2 separate regions of the Rattus norvegicus genome follow, and region 2 is linked to region 1. The links are chromatin contacts, called in public Hi-C maps. All regions are on one chromosome and are shown on one strand. Each heading gives the region's core, a stretch centred on a gene start, on an enhancer-like site or on the middle of the called end of the contact. The rest is flanking DNA. Distances are from core to core; before and after follow the strand shown.

Region 1 (6,228 bases), core at 1,441-3,940:
TTCTGACTCTTCTTGGGCTAGAAGCTCCCGAGACCAGTAGGCATCTCTGTAGGCGCTACTCACACTTCCCCTACTTAATAGCAATCACAATGGAGGGCAAGTGCTGCAGGCACAAAGATAAGCAGCCGACGTAGCCCAGCCGCCTTCCCTCTTTAGAGGTGTTTGTACGGTAGCAATCCGAGCGATTTAACAAAGACCGCTCTATGCTGGAGGATGGAAAGATGGCTGGGTGGTTAAAAGAAGTTACTGGTCTTACAGAGGACCTGAGTTCAGTTCCTGGCACCCATGACCAGCTAACAACCACCTGTTACTACTCCAGCCCCAGAGGATCCAGATGCCCTCTGACCTATGAGGGCACCCCACACACCTACACGTACACACGCATGCAGGCATATTAAGTGACAGGCATTGGTTTCAAAACCTGATACAGAGTTCTGTGTCCCCCTCGCTGTATGTAAAGCACCTAGCATCACTTCAAGAGTTCGCTGAGACACACGCAATCTGTGGTGGGTACAAGAAACCAGAGCGAGTGTCTGTGGACAAAGGCACCCCACACACAGCTGGAGAAGGGCCTGAAGAATCGCAGGGTAGGTCATGTCTGCACCTATGACGCCCTACTTTTCGCCTGATTTCTGGAGATCTGATCTCAGGTCCTTGTGCTTCTGCAGTAACCCCTTTACCAACGGAACCATCTCCCCAGCTCTTTGAGCTGCGCACGGCATTGCTCTGTAAATGACCCAGAACTCAGCAGTCAGAGCTCGTAACACTCCAACTCCCCACCACGGTCTTCTGTTTCGATCCACTTGGTCTCCCAAGCGTGTCTCCCCACACTTCGTGTCTTACCAGCTCTCCCACTCTGCATTTCAGTGCAGTGTTTAAAGAACCCTCAAATCTAGAACAAATCGTTCTGTTCATCTCAAAGAATGACAGACCTCACACGGTTCTGGTTCGAGACCTGGGCCAGGTGTCAGATTGTCAATTTAATCCTAGCCTCTGTGCTAGGAGCCTCTGGGTGATCCTAGAATACTGGCAGCGAAACCAAGCCATCCCTCCCTGGAGTTATGTTGCAAGGAGTGGCACCTAGAAGCGTGGTATTGTGTCCAGGCCCCGCCCACACCCTTACTTCCCGGAGCCTGAAGCAATACTTAATAACCCCAAAAGAATGTTTTCGAATTGTTCTTCTGTTGATCCCAAAGAATGGGAGCCTTCACACGGTTCTGGTTCAAGACCTGGGCCAGGAGTCAAATTCTAAATTTAATCGTAGCCTCTGTAAACGCTTTTTCCTCTACCGTCCGCCATTTAAAGTTCAGTCTTCCCATCTGTGAAAGCAACAAACATGTCTGTCTTTCTGCCATGCGGGCTTGTTATTCTACTGGGGGGGCAGCATATCATATTTCCTACCATAATAGGAATTAAACAAAAGCCCTTTGAGCGAGAGTCCGGTGTGTAAACGCCTGTGCTTAGAAGTAGATGCACATCAGAGGCCCCTCCATTGTTGTTGTTGTTGTCTTTTAAAGAGAAACAAGGCTAACTAGAGAAATTATTTTGGAATTTTTTTTTTTTTTTTTTTTTTTTTTAGTAAAAGGACATGAAAGAAAGGGCACTTTTTGAGCTTGCGCCGCAGCGCACACATAAGAGCAGTCAGTCATGTTTTGCTAAAGAAGACACAGCTGTTTAATTTTATGGTAGAGTTACTTTAAGGACTTTGTCAATTCAAAGTCGAAAGCCAAACAACTGTTGCTGCAAAACTGGAGTCGAGGCCAAGTCAAGATAAATCCGCTCCTAAAATCATCTTGGAATTACAGAACATTTGGGTTCACGCTGGGCAGGGGGAAGTAGCTTTATTTAAAAAGCCAGTGCCTTGGCTGGTAATTGGAGGAGAGAGGGTTTGCTTTTTGTGTCCTGGGCTCTGCAGTTTTGGATCCCCCCAACTTCTTTTTTTAGCTGCTTGGTTTGTTTTAATACCAAGTTTATTTGCTTTTGGGGGCGAACAGGCCCATTCAGTAGGAAATTGTCCAAAATTACACCACATAGATTGGAAATGAAATTTAAAAATCAAATTAAGCACCAATTGCACAACTGATTATAGGATTTAGAATTATTATTATTATTATTATTATTATTATTATTATTATTATTCATGGAATGATACAGCTTAGTCCTTTCCTTGGTCTTATAAATTCCAAGTTTCTCTATACTGCCTATTGTTAGAAACAAATGAACTGGCCTTTTTTGTTTTTAGTGGCTTTTCTTCCTTATTAGGGAGTTATTCAGACATCTTTCCTTGGTTCCTGTAATTCCAAGCCAATTGGAGTATCAGCCTATTTTTGGTTATGAAGGAACTTTTAAAATGTGGGCATGATCTTTTTTACGGTTATAAAACTCGTTAAAATCAATTGGCCACAAAAATAGAACAGCTATAGCCACAGATACAGTGACTCTGTTACCTTCCTGGGATACATTGTTCTACACCTCCTATACAAGCCCCACCAACCTCACCTCACAACTCCTGGCATCCTGAAGGAGGCCTACTAAATGTAAATTAAAATGCATATTGAAACAGCCTAAAGTTGTGGTTCACACTTGCGTCCCTCCGAGATCAATGCCCTACCTGTGTTTGAGTAAACCTTGTTAGTTCCTGGGGTTTTTGTGGTCATCCCTGTGCATCACCCTGATTTACCACAAGAGGGCAATAGAGAGTTTGCTTAAGGCTAACAAAGCCAGAAATGGTTCTAATGACGAGCTAAGTGTTTTAACTTGCTAAGGATTTATTTCGCGGCCTTTCAATCGCCACACTTGCAAGCCTCTGGGTTTCCTGAACAGCCAATAATCCAAAGACATTTCTTCTGAGAGGAAATACAGAGATACCGGTGCAGACGAGGACTTTTGCCCAAATAAGGAGGCTTTTTATGGCGACCCCATGTGTTAGATAACTGTCTACTGACAGTTGGTCATGAGTTTATAAGGTCGGATGCTAAAATATGTATACCATATGCTATGAAAGCGCTTGGGTGGAAGACCAAAAAAAAAAAAAAAACCTTTACAGCTATCACCAACATACCAGAGGCACACAGACGGGGCGCTTCATTGCATGTAGGTTGAACCCATCCAAAAATGTCATTAAAAATGATCACCTTATAAGTATCCTACAGTAAAATACCCGTCGCATGTCTTGTTCACGCTGCAGTGATCGTTTTCATCTCTCAGCCTAAAACCTGAGGTGCTTGAGCTGCAGCTCTCGCTGTCTAGCCTGAATTTATTTCCGGAGCCACCATTACTGCTCTCGTGTGTTATAATCCAGGTCATTTGAAGATAAAAGGAAGGGGTTCAGCGGAGGAGAGCTTGGCTTTTGATAGGTTGCTTAGCTCCTGTGCTTCATGGCCATCGTCATAGAAACCAAAGTGGAGGAGCCAGAGGGAATGGACTCTTATTTCAGACCCTGTGACTGGCTATGCGGGAGAACAAGACGCTAGGCTGACCCGGTATTAAGTAGCCACTATCATCACAATGTCCGGTGGTCTTTCTACATTTATTTTTTATCAAGTGCATATGTGTACGCATGTGCATTGTGGGTCTGAAGACGGAGATCAGAGAACAACTTCGTAGAACTGGTTCTCTCCATAGAGCTTGGCGTGGGTTCCAGGAATCAAACCCCTGTCCCTAGGCGTGCATAGCAAGGTCCCTCTTCTGTCACCCTGTTTTCTTGCTGGTCCTTTGGATGCTAAGGATGACTGGATAAAGTGCTCGTCTCCTCTACAGTTCCCAGAACTGAAACCTCTTTCTTTCATCCAACTTCTCCGGGCTTCTTGGCAATGTGTCGTGTGAAATTGTGGGACCTGAGGCAGCTGGACCATGCCAAGAAGGTCATGTTCTTGCCTTGAGGGCTGACTGTATCTGACCCCTCTCCTTACTTTCAAGTGAAATCTCTAAAAGGCAAACGCAGTTAGACTGTAAACTTTTTCGGCAATTTGTGGTCAGGAAACTTCTACTTGGGATTAGCCAAACTCACTCAAATTCCATTTTCTCATGCTCATGTCTGCACCAAATGATTAAAACACTACACCCAACTCATGTCATCAACATGTCAAAATAGCTCAGGAGGAGTCAGAGCTCCTCTCTCCCTCTCTCCCTCTTTCCCTCCCTCCCTCTCTCCCTCTTTCCCTCCCTCTCTCCCTCTCCCCCTCCCTTCTTCCCTCCCTCCCTCCTTCTCTCCCTCCCTCCCTCCCTCTTTCCCTCTCTCCCTCCTCCAACATGTTTTCACTTGGTACCTTAGTTAAGGAACTTAATGTTCTAACAGCCTTATCGGGACGTTTAGTAACCTCGAGTCAATATTACTAGATTTGAACTTTTTTGAGACCCCACATCAGCAAATTCTGGGGTAATAACATGTGTTCGTGACAGCAGACATTACAGCAGATAGGACCCTACATTGTATTGGACCATTTGAGTTGTGATCTTCGATAACTGTGTTCTAGCTTCAGACGTCGGTCTGTTTTGCTTACCCTTTGAGTCCCAACCAAGGACATCTCTGATCCTAACATTATGTTGTCGTCCAAACCAGCATCACCCATACGGAAGATGACACAAGCCGTCTGCCATTGAAAAAGGAAAATGTGGAATTAATTTTAATGATATATTTATCCAATCCATTATAGCCAAAATATTGCCATTATCTCAGTGTGGACTTGATTTAAGATGCGCTCTGTGAGATCGTTTGCTCTCCATCCCACATGTTGAAAACCAGTCGGTGTTTCGCACGTAAAGTGCACCTCGTCTCGGACGTGGGGTTTCAAGAGCTCTGCAGACTCCTGTGGGTACCGTGACCGCACTGGATGCAGCGACTTTAAACAGGAAGAGAAATGTTTTCTCTTAACTGACAGCGTGAAGCTTCACCCTTCTCTATCACTGTTATTAATTATTACTAGTATTATTATGAGATCCATGGAGTGGTTTCCACTAACATCTGCCCTGCTGTTCTCTGTGACACAAACTCATGTTTCCAATGACGGAGCACATGAGCTTGTCACAATCAACCACTGGTCCCTAGTTAATGTATGCCTGTGGGGGTCAGGAACTTTGTTGCTGCCTCTGCCCACACACCACACCCCAGGCTCCTTTCTCTTCTTCTCTGGACCCCTCCAGACTACATTTTCTACTCTCTTCTTTACAGTCAGAGAGCCATGGGACCGCAGAAGGGTTGTGAAGTGCCTTTGCAGTACGGCGGCTCCTGCAGCTCCTCAGGGGAAGCTCAGGGAACGTGAGCGAGTTTTAGCAAAGCATTTTAAGAAAAGCCGTTATGGGCGGAGATGGGCAGAGATGTTACGGGCGGGTGTGTGCACGTGTTCCGTGTGTAGAAGCCGGCGTGCATGTGTCCATGCTGAGGCCAGAGGAGAGCTGTGTCATCTTCAGGCATTGGGGGTGTCTGTTTGTGTTTTGAGGCTTGGGCTTCCTGCTGAAATTTGGCTAGCCAACCGGCAGCTCGCCCAGAGATCTGCCCGCCTCTGCCTCATCGGTAGGAAACTACATCTGCGCACCACTGAGAGGCTCAGGGACGGGAGTCTGAGGATTGAGCCCAGGCCTCCATGATTATGTAGAAAACACTTTATAAACTGAGTCATCGCCAGCTCCCTTCTTAGTTAAAAAAAAAAAGTTACATTTTTATTTGTGGGGTCATGTGCCACCAAGCACTTGTAGAAGTCAGAGGTCAATTCTCTAATTCTCTCTTTCCACCATGCCGGTTCTAGGGATGGAATTCAGGTCACCCCGTTTTGGAAGCTAGCACTGTAGATTAGTAGGACCTTGGGCTCTTACTTTTAAAGAAGGAAGGACACTATATCCTAGATTGTTCTTTTGGATGGAATAAAGAAATTAGTAACTGGACTTTCTGCACAAACTCCTTCTGTACATCTTTTAAAACAAATTAGGACCTTATTCGATTGTTTTTATTCGGTGTGGATTTAAGAACCAAACTGTGTCTCCTAGAATGTTCATCCATGTCTGTAATGAGTTAAGCATAGCCATGCTAATCTATGTATGCACAACCAACCAAACCAAACCATAAAAACTATTTACTTAGATCCAGTGGGGAACATTTTCTTTGTCAAATTGGCAAATCGAATACCTTCGGTATTGAAACTAGACAATCTCATTTCCAAAGCTGGAGAGATGGCTAAACACAGACGCTGTGTTTTAATGCAAGTCTAAATGCTACTTACCGTGTCCTTCTGA
Region 2 (6,140 bases), core at 417-2,916, 140 kb after region 1:
ATCAAGAAAATACCTCCACAGACTTGCCTACAGGCCAATCTGATGAAGGTTATTTCCTCAGTTGACCCTAAGTGTGTGTGTGTGTGTGTGTGTGTGTGTGTGTGTGTGTGTGTGTGTGTGTGTGTGTGTGTGTCTGTCCCCATATCCAGCACTGGCTTTAAAACATGGTCATGCCCGAGAATGCAACTCCCCAACTACTAAAAGTTAAATACATAGGTCATTGGCCTCCAGGTCCTAGGAATGGCACATCTAACTATAACTATGAAAAAGAAAGGCACTAATAATTCCTTCTAAGAATGGGTATGCTAGAACACAGCCAGCCGAGGATATGGCCAAGGAAGATAACTGGAATACCATGGAACATCAGAGGAGAGATCTGGGGGTGCAGCCTATGTAGACACACACACACACACACACACACACACACACACACACACACACACACACACACACACACACACACACACGTATCATAGGGAGGAGCTTGAAGGCTTGGGTGGAAGACGTCCACGCAGAAGCAAGACATGAGAGGAAGATGTCAGCGCAGAAGCAAAGCACCATGCCCCGCCTCCGACAGCTGAAACAGGACCCAATAACCCCTCACCCCTCCCATCCCCCACCCCCGTTCACTTCTCTAGATTCTAGTCCTGAAAGTCATCCCGAGTTTCTAGTGACATGGTTGGTGTGGTTAAGCCGTAATAGCTGACAGCCACCTCTGAAAGTCAGTGGCTGGCAGAGAACCATGACTGCTTGCCTTCTCCTCAGGTACTCGGGAGAGGCAGCATGTCCCGGGCCAGGGAGCAGAGGGGCGGGGACTTCCGGCTTACCTTGGCAAAGGAAGAACAGGAAGTTTAGAGAAAGCAACTGACTTGCTGGTGGCTAGCGAGAGGACCCTTGTTAACAACTAGCTTAAAATTATAGGGTTCTTTTCAAGGAAAACAAACCATGTAGTAGTCACTTTTCACAAGAATCCTGAGTGACTAGCGACCTCTGAAGCCCCAGGAACCTCAGGACTTTCCTGCCGGGGCCTCTTCTTAGGTCAGTTGTGTGTGTGCTGTGGGGGAGAAGGGGTGAGGAGCTGAGTGATCCCTTAGTTAAATTTAGAAACTACATTAGCTTCCCCACCCTCAAACCTTTTAACAGCATCGTTTCAAACCACAGACACTTCATTTACTGGAGATGTGTTAGGAAATTATTTTATACCTCCAATCTAATTTAAGATGACGCAGGAGGGATTCTTGGGAGATTCGTTTTTATTTTATGGGTACGTGTTCTGCCTGCGTGGACATCTGTGTGACCTGCACGCAGGACCCTCGGAGGCCAGAAGAGGACCTCAGGTGCCCTGGCACTGCAGTCACAGACAGAAGACCAGTGCTCTTCACCGCTCAGCTGACTCCCCGCCCCCCCACCCCGTGGCTTGCTTGTTTTGTTTTTACATTTGGTTTGTCTTCTAGTCAACTAAAATATCACAAATGATACTACAAGTTTTGACAGGAATTTTTTTTTTTTAAAGTATGTTTGAACCCTGAAGAACACTGTCCTAGTCACAAAGCAAAAGCACTTAATTCGGCTGTTGGAGGGGAAAACTGGCAAGTTCTAGAGGAGGAGATTTCGGTAAGCCTACATTCCCCAGATAAGAGGAGGAAATGAGTCACATCAGGGAACGTACTAAAAAAAATCTCCAAAACATGTTCGTTGTCTTCTTTAAGCCCAACAATACCATTTTATGATGGTATTTGAAGTCGCTTCATTTTTAGCCCGTGACTAATTACATGGGCATCTTCCAAACCAACAGTGACTTCACTTGAGAAGCATTCGAGTCAGGATTAACAGCCTGTCTGTAAAACATTACATTCATTCCTTTGCGCCAACCCTAACACCGAGTTCCCAAAAGTTTAATCAGTTACATTTTTCCTATCAAGAAGGCTGATTGCTATAATATTGGGGGTGGGGGAGGAATCAAGGGGTATGGAAAATAAAGACTACTTAGATGGTAGTCAGAAAAAAAATGCATTCTTGTCAAGGAAAAAAAAATAGCTATATTTGGCCAGATACTGTCTCCTAGTTACATAGTATTTTATAGGCAATCATTTTGGTTAAAGGCCTACAGTGGAACATTGTACTTGGTTTGTATTTTAAAAGGCAAAAGTCATCCTCTTGCGCTGTCTGAATACCCGTGCTATACACGAGCCCCTCCCTACTCAGTACTGAAGTGAATGTCAGAGGGTCTGTGGGCTGTGCGTGAGCCTGCAGTGCTGGTCCTCAGAGAACAGGACTGGGTGAGAAGGGATCTGATCATCACATCTTTTGACAGACCTTGGTGGTATAAAAGACTCAAAGGTTCCTGAAACACACCTGAAACAAAACAAAACAAAACAAAACAACAACAACAACAACAACTTAGCATTCGAATTCATGGGCAAATAGTGGAGGCCAATTGTGACAGAAGAGTTGAGACTCTGATGCTTGTTCCTGAAAGCAACAACGGAGCACAGAACAAGAGGCTCCCAAGAAAACCCCTGGGCTTTGCAGAGAAGCACAGGCCTGGTCCCTGTCATCATCTATGACATTACAAAGGGGGCCTGAATGTGAGACCACATCTACATTGAATGTCCCATGTCAAGGCTCTGCCTGGAGTGCATCTACAAGAGCTCAGAAAGGGAAACTCTAGGGAGAACGGGAACGAGAATTAAAGGTGCAGTTATTAAGTGCCTGCTGTATACAAAGCCCAAGGATCAGTGTACTGAATTCCGTAATGATGATCCTATGGGGTCAGAAGCTCCTGGGGGCAGGGCGGGGAATGTATTATCTGCCTTGGTCACACAGCAGTAAGCGATAAGAATAAAAAAAATTAAGTACTCCTCATAAAACAGCAAACTTTCACCCGTTTAGAACTCTATTCACTACTGTCGATTCCTTTCAGGATGTCTGAAACCCCCAAAATGCCCTTGAGAGCAAGGGGCTGCATCTTAGCACCTCTGCCTTCCAGTAGAGGAGGGGAGAAGGTGGAAGGCCCAGGGGAAGTGCAGCATGCAGGTGCCGCTGGAAGAGACCACGGAGGTTCTGGCTGTTCTAAAACAACGTTGCTCATAAGAAATGCAACCTCTGTACTAGTTGGTTACCTCTTTCCAACCTAATAAAATTTGAGCCGAAAGCAGAATGATATGATCTCTATAAATAAGAAATGCTTCTACTACTTCAGTGGTCTAAATGAGATGTCCCTCATAGTCTCTAGTGTTCGAATGATCTGTCCCCAGTTGGTGCGCTATTGGGGAGGCTTAGGAGGTGTGGCCTTGTTGGAGGAAGTGTGTTGGCTCACTTGAGGGTGGGCTTTGAGCTTTTAAAGCCCCGTCTTCCCGGTGCACTCTCTGTGCTTGGTGCTTTGAGATGGGAGCTCTCAGTTTCCCAATCCTGCCTGCATGACTCTGCTTTACCACCATGAACACTGACTCCACAGAACTCAGCCAAACTAAACTCTTCTTTCTATAAGCTGCCTCAGTCACGGCGTATCACCACAGCAACAGAGAAGTAACCAACACAGATGCCTTATGACAGACTTAAACCCATTCCAGCAAAACCCAACAGGATTCCAATGTAAAATGATATCTGAAATGATGTCTTGGTTTTAACATCTGTGTTGGAGAGAATCTTCTAGAACTGTGGACCAGAAATTGAGATTCACTTATTCGTGGATCAGAAAATCAATTCAGTGACTCATAGATGCTATTTTTGGTAAATCTGAATGAACTACAATGAAAAATATACCTAACATATTATAAACACTTCTACCCATTGGCACTGTGCAATCAGTCAGTCAGTCAGTTAGTCAGTCAGTCAGTCAGTCATAGCATACAGCATATTTCTTGGTTGAGCCCCTATCAAAACCATAAAAATACAAAAACAAAACAAAATAAAACAAAAAACTGGGTGGTAGTGGCTCACACCTTTAATCCCAGTGTTGGGGAGGCAGAGGTAGGCATATTTCTGAGTTCCAGACCAGCTTGGTCTACAGAGTTGAGTTCCAGGACAGTCAGGACTATACAGAGAAACACTGCCTCAAAAAGACAAAAACAAAACAAAAAAGAAAGAGAAGGAAGGAAGGAAGAAAAAGGAAGGAAGAAAGAAAGGAGTAAAAAAAAAAAAGAAAGAGAAAGAAAGAAAATGGTGGGAAGCCACCAGAAACAGAGTATCTGGCATGGGAGGAGTTCTTAGCTAAATCTTCCTGACTGGGGCTTTTGGGATCAACACATAGACTATTTCATGTCTGTGATTATAGAGCCTTCAAGATACGCTGAAGGGCTAGCTCTATTAGCCATGCAAAGAAATTTCAGGAATGTGGCCAAGTCAACACTTTCCCAGTGAAATAGACATAAAACCATGGAGAAAACCAGGAAATTTGTGCAGAAATGCTGATTCTGGGCTCAGCAGAAACAAACAAACCCCACAATGAATAAGGAACCCCCGACTGTAGCACAGGGCAAGCATGCCTCCCAAGACCAGCTTGTCAAAAGGATGCCCTGATCCCACTGAAGGACTCCCGGGATCCAGGAGAGAGAATCAGAACCATTAACATGAGGAAACACCAATGTGTGTAAACTTGATCGCTCAGATAAAACCTTATCACTTCTATGCTTGTGACCAGCACACATTTACGTCTAAAACTTGGTCAAGTGTAAAAGTCATGAGGTATTGTCTCTCCTCTCCATTGGCTTTCTTGCAGCTGCAGCTGGAGACTTTGTGAAGGTATTGCCTTCTCTTCAAGAGTCCTGGCTTATCCAGAAATGTAGGGTAATGGAACGGAACACCTATCCTGCACCTCCCCTCCCTGAGGCTCAGGGATCGGGGTGGAAGACAGGGCAAAAAGGGTCCAGGAGGCAGGGGTGGTGGATCTCTGCATGGAAACCATGTGTTCTATACATGACAAGGCAGCCACTCATGTGAACTCACGGCAGCATGCACAGAACCTGTGGAAACTCAAGTCGGACCACATCATAGCATGGTGAGGAAGTTGGATGCAGTCTCACCCCTTGCTGTGAAGCTCATGGCTACTGTTAGTTGCCCGCTAAAGAAAAAGACTGCAGCCCCTGGTCAATCAACCAGGGTCCTCACATCCAAGAATATTTTAGGCAGCACAAGTTTGTCTGGAAGGAGCCATTGGGGGCGTGGGGAGCAGGATATGAAGTTGGAGGGTAAGAGGTGGGAGATGGACCTAGGGAGAGCTGGGGTGGAGGATGAATTATGTTCAAAACTCTCCAAGAAATAATTAAAAAGAAGAAGATATTCATGGCAAACCCAGGGAGCCATCAGATTATAGACTCCAATGAAACAAGGAATTATAGGCAATGGCTGCTAAAAGCATCAAATAAAAGACAGGTAGCAAGCTTTATGATGGACGCATCGGGCTAGAAGCACCTGAGCTCAGAAATAAGACAGGGACCCCCTAACAATGCACAGTGGAAAATATACCAGACTGAGAACCGGAATCCAGCCCATCCCTCAGATCCATTACAAGGGAAGGGGAAAGACAGGAGCCAGGGAAATGTTTTCAAAGCAGCACAGAGATAAGATCAGCTAGGTTACAAAAACAGGCATCCTGCAAAGTTTGGTTTCCTCAATAGATAGGGCCAAGGAAAAACAGTGGATGGGGTTGTAACAGACTGTGGCAAGCCTAAAAGGCTCACTCACATGTGTACTACTGACCTGATTTGCACAGACACACCTCAAAGGTATCATTTCAGGACTGTACCGTCTGAGACATACAGACCATCAGGTCACGTGGGACTTATTTTTCTAAGTTGTTAAATGCGATACTAATATTACACTGGCTTGTTAAAACCATTAAAGAAAGAGAAGTATGACGCACATAAGAGATCCACTTAGCAGAGAGTCAGGGAGCGGACACTTGACACATACAGGCCGCTTCTGAGAAAAACATTTCATCTTTCCGCTTAGACGTGGAATCCCGAGCAACTCAAAAGCAGTTCGCCTGACTTCCGGCCTTGACAGGAAGGGGCCAAGTGCATCTCAGCAGGGTAAGTAGCTCACAATGGAAGTTCCCCTCGGTTGCAGGCTGTTTTCCCAGTTAAAATACAAACATATATGGAAAGACAGCGCTCGGAAATACCACACACACTGTTAGA

What was found. A called contact is a pair of places that touch in the nucleus more often than the background predicts.
Region 2: a contact with region 1 is called in a Hi-C map of the A7r5 cell line, with 5 times the contacts expected there. The contact joins two enhancer-like sites. A contact is called at or near these places in 8 of 12 Hi-C or Micro-C datasets (the A7r5 cell line, the Rat2 cell line, Schwann cells and 5 more).

Annotation. Positions count from the first base shown.
Region 1 is chr20:20,430,686-20,436,913 of GRCr8, forward strand. All of the region lies in intron 4 of Arid5b (AT-rich interaction domain 5B), which reads left to right. Among named protein-coding and RNA genes, the nearest start is that of Arid5b, 130 kb to the left of the region's middle. Within about 2 kb of position 2,691, at least 12 of the 93 cell types and tissues checked have an H3K27ac peak or open chromatin away from gene starts, as enhancers often do. A contact at or near this core is called in the A7r5 cell line, where this site is marked.
Region 2 is chr20:20,576,480-20,582,619 of GRCr8, forward strand. All of the region lies in intron 6 of Rtkn2 (rhotekin 2), which reads right to left. It overlaps LOC120098810 (a long non-coding RNA gene), which reads left to right. Exons shown (of 3, transcript XR_005497346.2): 1 at 1-1,038; 2 at 1,514-1,614; 3 at 2,924-3,154. Among named protein-coding and RNA genes, the nearest start is that of Rtkn2, 29 kb to the right of the region's middle. Within about 2 kb of position 1,667, at least 14 of the 93 cell types and tissues checked have an H3K27ac peak or open chromatin away from gene starts, as enhancers often do. A contact at or near this core is called in the A7r5 cell line, where this site is marked.